Regions from separate parts of the Sander lucioperca genome. Here region 1 is linked to region 2. The links are chromatin contacts, called in public Hi-C maps. All regions are on one chromosome and are shown on one strand. The core of a region is the stretch at or near the end of the contact, and the rest is flanking DNA. Distances in the headings are between cores, read along the strand shown. Region 1 holds the start of ramp1 (receptor activity-modifying protein 1). Region 2 holds the start of ube2f (NEDD8-conjugating enzyme UBE2F).

Region 1 (6,317 bases), core at 2,752-5,251, 130 kb before region 2:
AAACATTTGTCAGCAGCTTTAAAATAAGACTAACAACCATGATTTGGAATACAATGTTGAAATGAACAACTGTTTACTTACTGTACTGATGTCATTTCGTTCTTTTAGCTCCCGTTCTTCACATTCCTTCATGAGCTCATCTAGCCATATGTCTTCTCGGACCCTCTGTGGACATTTCACGAGCAAACCTTTTGATCCTTTTCAACAGACTCTCCACTCTAGTGTTTCCTCTCCTTTCTTCTTCTTTTCCCCGTACGCCTCCTGCTGTACGTTTACATTTGGTTGCCTTGGAGATGGTCAGGCTGACAGACTTAGTTTAAATGCCAGCAGGCTGTTTGCTGCCTGACACCTTTAGACCGAGTGAGACCTGCAAAATTAATGTTAGACAACATTTTTTTTTTTTTTTTTAATTATCATTTAGTCAACTGTGGCGTGAACTTGATGGAGCTAGACTTGATATACCTTTGCTTGCTTGTAATCTTTGCACATGTAAACATAACTGATTTCTAAAGGAACAAAATACTTTTTCATGCTAATTTCCAGATTTACTGGAACTTCATGAACAAGATAATATGATGAACCATTAATGATGTACACCAACATCATCGCTTGAATTAAACCTACAGGGGATCGTGAACAGAACACAAAAACTATAATCATCATGTAATAGAATATATAAAAGTTGTGTTTCATACTTACATCAGTCATATGCAGCAAATTGATATACCATTCAGTAATACTATACTTCCAGATGGTCACAGCTCCTCATTGACATTAGGGAAGTTTAAAGAGTAAATCCACACTTGCATGGACAAAAAACCATTGCTGTACTGACCTCTGTGGGTTAAAAGATGTATGTACAGTTAGCCCACAGTGTGGTCTGGTGTGAACTGTACCATAGCTGTGATGTAGTGTAATGCTCCAATGCTTCACAGTGCAGTATAATCATACTTTTTGGCAATGTAGACATGTTGATTTCAGCCTTTTTATTAAAGTGCTCCTTAATCCTTTGTTAAAGATAAACACATTTGTCTCCAGATGTAGTTTTTTCTTGTAATGAGCTCTTGATGTCCTCTTGATAATAGAATACTAATGGGGTAGACAGTCATTGACATCATTGTGTGATCACTCAACCCTGATGGTAGATTCTGATCTTGTTCTTTACAACCTTTACTTCTTGACAAGCTTAATTTTTCAAATTGTCATATGGTTTACCATTTCATCTCCTGTTTTTGAGTCACAGTCCTAAGCTTTCCTCCTTGACGTTACATCAGTTTTCACTTCATGTTTTTGCTTCATGTCCTTCTTGAATAATTTGTACTTGTAAGAAGTGCTTTACTAACATCTCTGCTTCATCTCCTCTTAAATCCTTCTGCATTCTGCCTCAAAAGCATTTTGGTTTGAGATGAGAGTGAGATTTACAGCCTCGAATTTGTTGGGGTCTTCCGTTCCTGCTTTCTTTATCCCTTCCACCCTCTGTTCAACAGAAATAATACATACATTTATTAGTTTCTTCAAGTTTCTTCTTTATGCCATCTTCTTCTTTGCCTTACTAAAATTATCCGCCTTGTTCTGTGATGTTTTTTTTCCCATAACATGTTTCTATTTTGTCCCGACTGGCCCACTGGATGGAGACGATGTGCTTGGTCTTGGTCTAGACAGGTATTTGTTCTGTGCTATCCTTTTTCTGGACCTTTCGAGACTTTTCTAGTGGCACTGACTTATCTGAGTTGCACCTGTTGCCTTATTTGTAAAGTTAGCCACTGGTAGTTTTGTTGCCTCTGTGTAATCCTCTATTCAGTTCTTCTTACCTGTGATATGACCCTCCGTCAGGACCTGCCTCAGGCTGCCTTTTTTCCATTCAGCCATTTCATTTTCTGAGTCGTTGTTGGAAGCTTCTTCTGTTGCTCTCATGTAACATCATGAAGGCACACAAAGGTATTTGGCAGAGAACAACAACAAAGGTTTAGTCTCTACCATCCCACGTAGATGAGTCATGTTTAGGCCTTTTAATACAGATGAATGTGCCTTTTCACACTGGGTTCAAAGCAAACTGCAGCAAAATAGAGACAATTTTTATACACTTCAAATGGCTCCAAAAACCAATATTTCCAACTAGTCTAGTCTTTATAAAAAGGTGAAACAAAACATGTATTTACTATACATTTCTGTACTGTAGCTATAATTAAATTGTGATATACATTTTTTGGTGTGAACTTTGAACATAACTTTATTTTGAATTCCAAGAAGACATCCCATGTTTCATGTTCATGGTTCATGCAGAGTAAAGGTCATGTAGTTTGAGCGTAAAGTTGAAAAAAGCTGATACACAATACAGCAGTGGTTTGGGCCTCCCCAGGGGGCTACAAACAGTTTCAGGGAGGCTTAGTGAATGGAATTGAAAAAATAGAACATACGTTATTACATTAAGTTATTAAAAAAAAAACGAGGGGGGGGGGGGGGGAGGGGACGCATTTTTTCAAGCCTTGTCTGAGAGGAGGCCCACAGGCTCAGACTTTGAAAAAACCCGCAATACACAGTATGTGATGCTGTCAGACAGACGGAAAAAGTGGATTTCTCAACAACGTATAAGGATGTATAGAAGAGAAACAGGATTTTACGAGCTTAGCCGTGGATTCTAAATGAAAACAGAATCAAGTATGAATCACCAGAGTAATACATGTGCAATACGGATCCAAACATAAACTACTGGTTTGCTGCAGTGAAGTGTTATAATATTCTATTGATGTGTTCCCTCTCATCATCACTGTGGGTCATACTGGGCAGACGGTAGAGTGCGTCACAGGAGGCACTTGGTTTATTCATTTCTGCTGAAGTTTAAACCACTTTGAACTGTTAAATATATTTAGTGTGATGTGGTGAGCCATGATTACAACCACTCATCTTTTTAACCTCTCCTGTTTTACTACACTAAAGAAGGAAAATCGGACTGAGAAATTGTCTAAAGACGATACAATTATTGAATTAAAGTTGGAAAAAGTTGGGTTCTAACTTTTGTTTTTTTGTGATTTATTCACACGTCATCATCGTATCATTAAAACACAATTTCAGAAGGTACAATCATCATATGTAGGCCGCGTGAAATGAGGGAACCCCAAATAAGCTACTAAAAGCTTTTCGAAAGGGGCTCGATAATAACTATAAACATACACCAGAGAATATACAGACACTAAAAAGTCAATTCACAATAGACTCAACACAGACAAATACCACAAAATACAGACAATCCCAGTACAAATATAACTGAAGAATATTCAACAATCATTATGTTAGAAGCATCTTTTCCTTTAGACTTTTCTTGAAGATGGAGACAGAATGCAACAATTTCAAGTTTTCATCAATCTCGTTCCAGATCTGTGGTCCCTTACAAGCTACACTCAGGCTCGTACACGTCAGCCTTTGTTATTATTTTTTTTTTACCAGTGATTAGGAGTTTTGTTTTATAATGACTATATGAGGGCTAGGGCTTGTATAAAAAACGTGTACAGATGTATGTGAACTTGAGCTGTAACGCTCCACATGACCACTAGATGGCAGTGTTGGGCAACTCTGAATCCAATCTTAAACCATTGCACCTGTCTTCAGATCCACACCACAGGTGGACAACTTTTCTACATGTCCACTAATCACACAGCAAATGCTGTTTTTTAATCCATTTTAGTAATTCCAAATTAATCCACAATCTACAATTTAAAGTCTGTGTGGTCTCTCTCTATAAAGGTGATATACATGTATTCTATTTCAGATGGTGTCTGACAATTTCCGGTAATAACATACGTTTAGTTTAAGCTATAGTCAATTACTTTTGCTTGTTTGCTTTTTTATTTGTGTATTGAGTTTGGTTATTTATTAAGTTGTGGTCATAGGCTGCATTGGCCGCGGGTACGTATCCGATTAACCAATGGAAAAGTACCATTAGGAGTCCGGTGCCTCCTCCCTCATCCAAATCCCCCTCACTTCCCCTCCCCGCGCTGTAATTGCTCTGTTTGGGTCTGTCCCGTGTCCCCGCCGCTCACCCAGAGCCGTGCCCTCGCAGACAGAAGCAGTGAACCATCACACAGTCTCTCCGCTCCACCGGTCCCAGGCTGGTGCGTCCCGTTGCGCACAGCTCAGCACAATTTCCAGCCCTGCACACTTCAAAAGCGCGCTCCGAATTCCTCCTAAACCTCAGAACGGCTGGTGGGAAAGAGAGCTACAACTTTACGAGTCACTATGATTCATGTGTGGATGACAAAGGACCGGTGACAGGAAGACTCGGGGGAGTTCAGGTACAGCAGGAGCAAGGACGAGTCTTGACCCCCCCTCCCTCCCCCGAGCAGTTTGCGCAAGGTGAGACAGCAGAGGATCCCCGACCGGATGGCCGTATAAGCTCCATGGATTTCTTCACCTAGCTGCTGTCACTTATTATGTTACCATTTACTCTTTGAGCTCTTGTCAGTTGCTCCCCCTCTTCACTTCCCTCCCAAACTTCAGTCAGTGGATCGTTCTGAGAGCGACAGGATGGGATCGCAGACCGGGGCAGCTCGGCAGAAACAGACGCTCCTGTGGTTCGTTGTAGGTGAGTCTCTCACTCTGTGGCTGCATTCATGTGTGTGAAATGAAGAGATACAAAGGTGGTGAGGGGACGCATTAACGTAAACCTAAATTGTGACATCTGTTTGGAAAATATCAGACACGTCATCAGACGTGGCGAAACATTCCTCATGCGATCATCAGTTAGAAACAAATGAGTTCGGATGTACATATTGTGTTTATGGAGGCTTAGTAATTGCTGTGTAAAAACGACTTCAATTACTCTCATTCACATCCAGAGTCAAACAGAGCAACATACCTGCAATAGTATGTGTTCACTTCTGCTGGTTTAAAGATGAATGGCAAGTTTGATGTTCCAAACAATGAAACAAACAGCAATATTGTGCCAGGATCTCGTGTGTTTGTGGTACTTAATAATCATATTAAAATTACTTTTAATAATTGTTTATATAGACCATAAAACACGTTATTATCACTCTCACTTTCATTATACTCCTGACCTAACCTGTGGGTTCGTTATGATATGATATCAAATGTACTACAGGATTCCCTCACAAGTCAGCTTTTTCATTATAATGATTTTCCACAGGTAGGAAATGTGCCTAACATTTCTAAACTGTTGTGATGGGTTTTTTTTTATTTTATTTTTTTATTTTAGCTTGCTACCACAAGTTCACTGAAGGCTTCTCTAGTTAGATTCTCTGTTTGGAGTGGTATGCATTTAATTTGGCAACCTTCTGCAATCATGTAATATTATCAGGTTATTATCAGGTCATTGCAATCAGGCTTACTATTTAGAGATTGTATACAATAAATCCACTTATTCCAACTGAGATGTAGGGAATTCACCTGGAAGGGTTATGAAAAAGTAAGAAAAAACTTGCTTTTTGCCAAGCATAGTCGCAAAAATCTATTTCTACAAGAAACATAATCTGATAGAAATGATGCATTAGCTGGTTGAGGTTCTTCCATTGTTCTTTAAAAAAAAAAAGTCAGTTGCTGAAAAGTCAAAATAAATATGAGCTTAGCTAGTCAGTAGGACACCTGACCTATTTTACTTTAATATTTTAACATAGTGGTATAACTATTTAACATTTGTCATTGTTTTTCAAAAATAATGACACTCAAAAATGGTGAGGTAATTTCTTTTTTACAATAGCTACACAGTTGTAATACTACCAGTGATGGAGTACCTCTGGATGGAGTAGTCCTGGACTCGGACTCGAGTCGCTATTCTCTGGACTCGTGACTCGCCTTGGAGAATTTATCAACTCGTACTCGAGCATTCATGAAATAGGGCTCAGAAGTTGGATAAAGTTTCTGACTACATTTATGTGTAATAGGCAGTGATAGAGTATTTGCATCCGCCTTGAGTACGACTCTGGACTAGTGACTCGACTTGGACTCGAACTCCGGCAATGGTGACTCGACCCGGACTCTTCTTTGGTGACTAAGACAAAGGTGATTCAGGCTATACTGATAGAATCAGTAGCTTTTAGCAGTGGAGCTCCGCTCACCGGTGGTGACCGAGAGCACTGCTGTCAGCTTAGCTGTGATACATAGTGTGTTACTTCCTCTTATTAAAAGACAGCGAAAGAAACAGAAGCAATCATGGTGTGATAACTCTGTTGTAAATTAAACTTATAAGTTGTGTCTGTGTAGACCTAGTGAACCAGCAACTGCAGACAGTCAGAATCAGCGCTGGCCATCACATTTATATGACCGGCAGTGTGTTCACTTTCACATAGGGCTGGGCGATATTA
Region 2 (5,745 bases), core at 906-3,405:
CCGAAACAATTCCTTTATATTGTAGGAAAAAGGAAAAAAAAAAAACAGACTATAAATGTTATAAATGTTTTCTTCCTAAGTTGAGAACATTTAAGAACACGGAGGACACTATTTAATATCCTTTTTTTAAGTCAGTTATTTAGCTGTCTTAGCAGTGTTTCAGATGTATTGACTAGGAGAAGATGTGGACCTGAACAAACACTAATGTAAACATGGGGAGAAATGCAAGGTGAAATGAACTAAACTAATTGAATAAGATCAGTGTGTATGGAAGTGCAAAGCAAAACTTACTAGGGAGATTGGTTTCAAGTTCTGCAACTTCTGTTGAGAGAAAAACAAAGAACCATGAATAAAGGTGGAGAGAAAAGGGCAAAGACAGAATTTTTTGGCTAAATCCTGGATCTTCGCAATCCTACCTACGGCACCTTTAAATAATGAACCTAGGAAAGTGACTCTGCATAAAAGTATAATGTATAATATGTAGGGCTGCAACTAACAATTATTTTCATAGTCGATTAATCTGCCGATTATTTTCTCGATTAATCGATTAGTTGTTTGATCTATAAAAATGTCAAAACATGGTGAAAAATGTGGATCAGTGTTTCCCAAAGCCTAAGATGACGTCCTCAAATGTCATGTTTTGTCCACAACTCAAAGATATTCAGTTTACTGTCACAGAGGAGAGAAGAAACTAGAAGATATTCACATTTAACAAGCTGGAATCAGAGAAATCTTATTTTTTTTAATAAAAAAATGACTCAAACGATTAATCGATTATCAAAATAGTTGGCGATTAATTTAATAGTTGACAACTAATCGATTCATCGATTCATCGTTGCACCTCTAATAATATGCACGTTGTAAATGCATACAACACAATGTAGCAGAGGAAAAACAGAATTTGATCAGTGGGTTAAAAAAAAAAGAAAAAAAAGAACCAACAGAAAGACGTGTAAAGAGTAGGGTGTTGTTTAGCTGGGGTTGCCTCTGGGGTAAGTCTGGTTGGATTTCTAAATCTCAGGTTCTCGGTTTTAGTTTCACATCGCTGACACTCTTTTCACTGCTTATTTGCATCAGCAGGTTTAACACTTCAACACAAAAAGGTGAGGGGGGAAACTTGCTTGGTTTCTCTGTTGTTGTGGTGTGTCGTGCTAAGACTTTTTCTATTGTCAGTTATACAAACATATGCTTTGAGATATCAGAATCAGAATCAGAAAGGGCTTTATTGCCAAGTACGTTGCACATACGAGGAATTTGTCATGGTGTTGTTGGAGCATGTCACACATACAAATATAAGAAGGATAAAAAGAATATAAACAATATAAGTGCAAAGTGTAATAATAAGGTACTGTAATGATACTCTGAATTTTCTCTCACTTAATTTTGATAATAATAGTGTACTAACAGTAATAATAATAGTAAACATCTCTCTAGACAAAAACAGTTTAACACAAACAAAGATTGGTCATTCAAATTATTGGGAAAAGACACTTACATCAAACTATACTATACTATACTATAGCCTTAATTTCAATGGTCATGGTAACTGGGTAAAATAATACATTTAAGTCCTACATTTACAGACTAAAGCAAAGACAGGTGAATACCCAGAAAAGAGAACGCATTAAGGAAAGTGGTGGCGGGCACAAGGGGTGAGAATGAGACAAATGTAAATAGAATGACAAAAACTGAGAAGGACAAGGACATCCATGAAATTTAAAGGAGGAGAGAGGAAGCTGCATCTCAAGGCAACCAGAGGTACCTATAAATAAAAACCAAGGAGCAAGAGGCAAAAACATGGACAGATAGAAAAAGAGGAAAAAAAGAGATGGAGGTAGAAACAGAGAAAGAGAAGGAGAAGGAGAAGCACAAACATCCATGGAGGAAGAGAAGCATGAACGCTTATATATTTATGAAATGAAATTTCCTGGAAAACACAGTCCAGAAACAACTTATGAAGTAGGTACCTTTGGTAAGGAGGCGGTCCCTGATGGAGATCCTATGGGCGGAGTCGGAGGCTCCAGAGGCACGGCCCGCCTTTCCTCCATCGTCCCTCTTCAGCTTACTGGCCAACGTAAGCATGACTACGCTGCTGTGGTCTGCCTCGGTCTGCCCCCCCGCTGAACTCTGCTGCACTGCACTGCTGCTCAAAAGCCTGACGATCACACACACCATAAAGAATGAATTAGACGTGGCCGGTTAGCTCAGTTGGTAGAGTGGGCGCACATATGCAGAGGTTTATTCCTCGACGCAGAAGGTCCAGGGTTCGAGTCCGACCTGTGACGGTTTTCCTGCATGTCTTGGTTGTCAGTGGTTGCATGCTGTAATATTTCACCGGAAATAGTATGCATTTCACGTATTATTGGTTTCATACTAAGGTTTCGGACATACTCAAAAATCTCACATGCTGTACTGTTTTAGCCTACTAAATCACATGTTAGTATGGAATTTCAGACGCCACCAATGAAAGGCTGGATGGATGAAAAAAAAACATTACAGAGAAGGGTCTTTCAAGGTACATTATATCCAAGTCCAAAGTTCAGTTCTGACCAGAAAATGACAGATCAGATACATCAAAAACATATTTTGCATATTCTACAATATGGGTCACATTGCAAAGAGATAAAAAGGACAGAAATGGTTTAATGGGTGAGACACAGGGAAATAATGAGGTTTAACTCTATTCCTTCCTATTCTCCCTATAGCAAAAAAATAACAACTAAGACACCATTTAATCACGGTGGAATAATGGAGTGCGTGACATCGATTAGAGGAGCCAATTGCAATTAAACTCCCTGTTGTGGAAAGACGTGTGGGGCTACAAGGTGTCTAATACTGTAACTGTTGAGTTATAGTCTTGTTATATGAGACTACCTGCAGGAAATGAGGTATTTAATAACACAGCCTCTGAAACTTTCCTTTAGATGCAAGACTATTTGCTACAACAAATAAAATGTATGCAGTATAAGCTAAAGGAGGTAAATTCTGACAATCTGCTCTTAAAACATTCATGACCATACTGCTGTGGTTTTCAAAATGGGACCGTTGTATGCAACAGGGAACTCAGAAGTTCATAACAAAAAGATAAAAAAGAAAACACATCTTATCTTTGACACTCTTTTGAATATCTCAACAAAAACCAGACAGAGGGGAGCCTACAGAGACGAGCGTCACAAATCCTCTAGTCTGGCTCAAAGAATGTACATTTCTGCAATAAAGCCTGACATCCTCCCCTATCGTTATCTCTGCTATCAGAGTCTAGCGCCGCCCAGGACGGTTTTGATTGGTTTAAAGAAATACAAACAAGCCAGATTGTTTTTTTCCCCCTATCCCAGATCAGAATAGATAGGTAGTGTAGCCAGACTGTACTCCAGCGCTGACACTGTGCTGTGGAGATAGGTCTGGCAATGCAAGACTACAAATTCTCTGATAGTATGAAAGGCATTTTGTCATTGCAAAATGACATCAACAGACTCCTGCAAAGTAAACAAAGGAAGCCAAAACAGTACTTCGACGTCATGCTTCTGCCAACTTTCCTATTAATGCTGCAGCAGGAACCTTGTTAAACTCAGAGATGAAAGCATTCACTTTTTGTTAGGGGTGCACCGATTGCAAATTTCCGACACCGATGTGTAGAATTTTCATTTAGCCAAGGTCGATGCTTGTTGTTTTCTTTTGCACCAGGTAAACAAATAAATAATAAAAAAAACAACAATATTAAACCATCTTTATTACACTAACTTTAAATGAGCAGAAATGTAATTAAACACATTCATGAACAGTTTGAGTTTCTCCGAGTTTTTGTTTTTAGTGGCGCCATTAAATGCACCATTAGGTTTACGTGAAGGCACCGTAGAGTCCCGTCGGAGCCCACATGCTTTACCTTTGTTATTTGTTTACATAACTCACTCACGATGAAGGCAAAATGTTGCCACACTTTAGGGAAGAAAGATGATTTTCCCCCGTCATCTCTGACTCCGGCAGTGGCCATGGTGTCTGGAATAGTCAAGCTGCAGTCTACCGGTATGCTACCGCACCTGTTCTTGGAAGGTCACAAGAACATCATTTTTTTTTTAAGTTGGGTAGGTACTGTTGTATGAGGCTACATTTACATTGCTACATTTCGGTTTAAAAACAAATATCTTTTGCTACGTTTACACCTCGCATTCACACTGCTCTGGCGTTTCAGAGCCCCTAAACCAGAGAAATTTGAAAAGACTTCTGACCCCGTTTTGACGCCAATGTTTCGCCGCCTGATTGGGTCATGAAGTCTCATTCTCTGAGACTAAGCTATTAACGTTACCATGGCAACTACCAGCAACGGGCGGAGTATACATACTGCCTCCTGTTTACCCTGGCATGCGCATTCCCAGTATACGAGAATGTTGATGAGATATGCGGTTTGGGTGTGTTAGTTTAAACAGAGATTAGTTCTACTGGAGCTAAAAAACACTTTTGTGCACGGAGTTTGCTTTGGCTCAAAACTCTGCTTAAAAGCAAAAACGCAACAATGTTTATGTAGCCTAAATCAAACCAAGTAACACAACATAAAGGCAGCGCAAAACAGATAAACATTGGCTACTGCCATCGCCGCATGTCAACTTATTTTCCAAAAGGCCGATGACAGTAAATAGGGTGGACATTGGCCGATTCCAATGTCCGGCTGAAGCATCGGTGCATCCCTACCATTTGTAAACACGTCTTCCTGTAACTACCAATGCCATGCAACAACAAACCGCCTGAGTGGGTTTCTGCCTTTGCTGTTGCTTACTTATTTCCTGGGAGTTTCTTGTGCATTTATTGTAAATGCATTTGTAAAATTAACAATATCTGTAATGGATTAAATGTATTTTAATCAAGATGATACAGCTTTAGTCTGGCAAAGATAATGTATCAAAAATATTGTTTACATTAAATTGTCAAATTACCTAAAAATGTAATCATCCAAAAGTTTAAAATTAGAAAGTCATGTTAAAAGGTGCTCTAAGCGATGTCACACGTTTTTTTGTCACATACAGCAAACATCTCCTCACTGTCCGCTAGCTGCCTGTCCCCTGAACACACTGTAAAAAAAACGCGGTCTCTGTAGACAGCCAAGGCTCCACAAACGCCAACAAAAACAAACTGGCCAACCTGCACCACCAAACATAACAAACAGTGTTCCAGCGTTCCAGCCAATAACCGACAAGAAGGATTTTGGGGGTGGGGGTTGGGGGGTTAGTGCGCAGAAGCACGGAAGCGAGGGGGAGGGGACGGGATGAAGAGGAGGGAGGGGAGAGTTAGTCTCGTTTTGTTTGAAAATACTTCAAACGTCAACAAGAAGTGCCAGAATTCCAGAATTCAATACTGATCAGAGTTTAAATTTAAAAACAAACAATACAGTATGTCATCATCTAAAATCACTTAAACTTTCAAAGACAATCACCTTGCCTGGTGCCGCATCCGTACTGCCTAACAACAACCTTGACCCACTGCATACATTACTCGCTTAATGTAATATAATTCAGTCTTGAATGGTTGGTCCCACTGATACCTTCTGCTGTTTTGAAAATGTTCTGTTTCCCCCTAGTTTTCTGCTAAAGCCTACTATTGCTCTTTTACTGTTGTACAATTCTGTAGGTAGTGCAGAGGCCTTTTAACCTTTCCTCTCTAGGGGAGCAGTTCACTGGCATCTCTGCACTCTGTTTTCAGTGTGGAAGAGCAGCAGTAGCTGACGGTGAAGGTCTCAGGTATCAGTGAGTCCAT

The links. Hi-C and Micro-C count contacts between places; a contact is called where the count stands out from the background.
Region 1: a Hi-C map of muscle shows a contact between it and region 2, with 5 times the contacts expected there. The contact joins the promoter of ramp1 here to the promoter of ube2f in region 2. A contact is called at or near these places in 2 of 2 Hi-C or Micro-C datasets (liver and muscle).

What each region holds. Positions count from the first base shown.
Region 1 is chr8:9,310,648-9,316,964 of SLUC_FBN_1.2, reverse strand. ramp1 (receptor activity-modifying protein 1) reads left to right here and starts at 4,001. Exons shown (of 3, transcript XM_031291688.2): 1 at 4,001-4,579. The coding sequence starts at 4,522.
Region 2 is chr8:9,174,730-9,180,474 of SLUC_FBN_1.2, reverse strand. It overlaps ube2f (NEDD8-conjugating enzyme UBE2F), which reads right to left and starts at 2,155. Exons shown (of 9, transcript XM_031291645.2): 1 at 1,968-2,155; 2 at 292-321. The coding sequence starts at 2,082.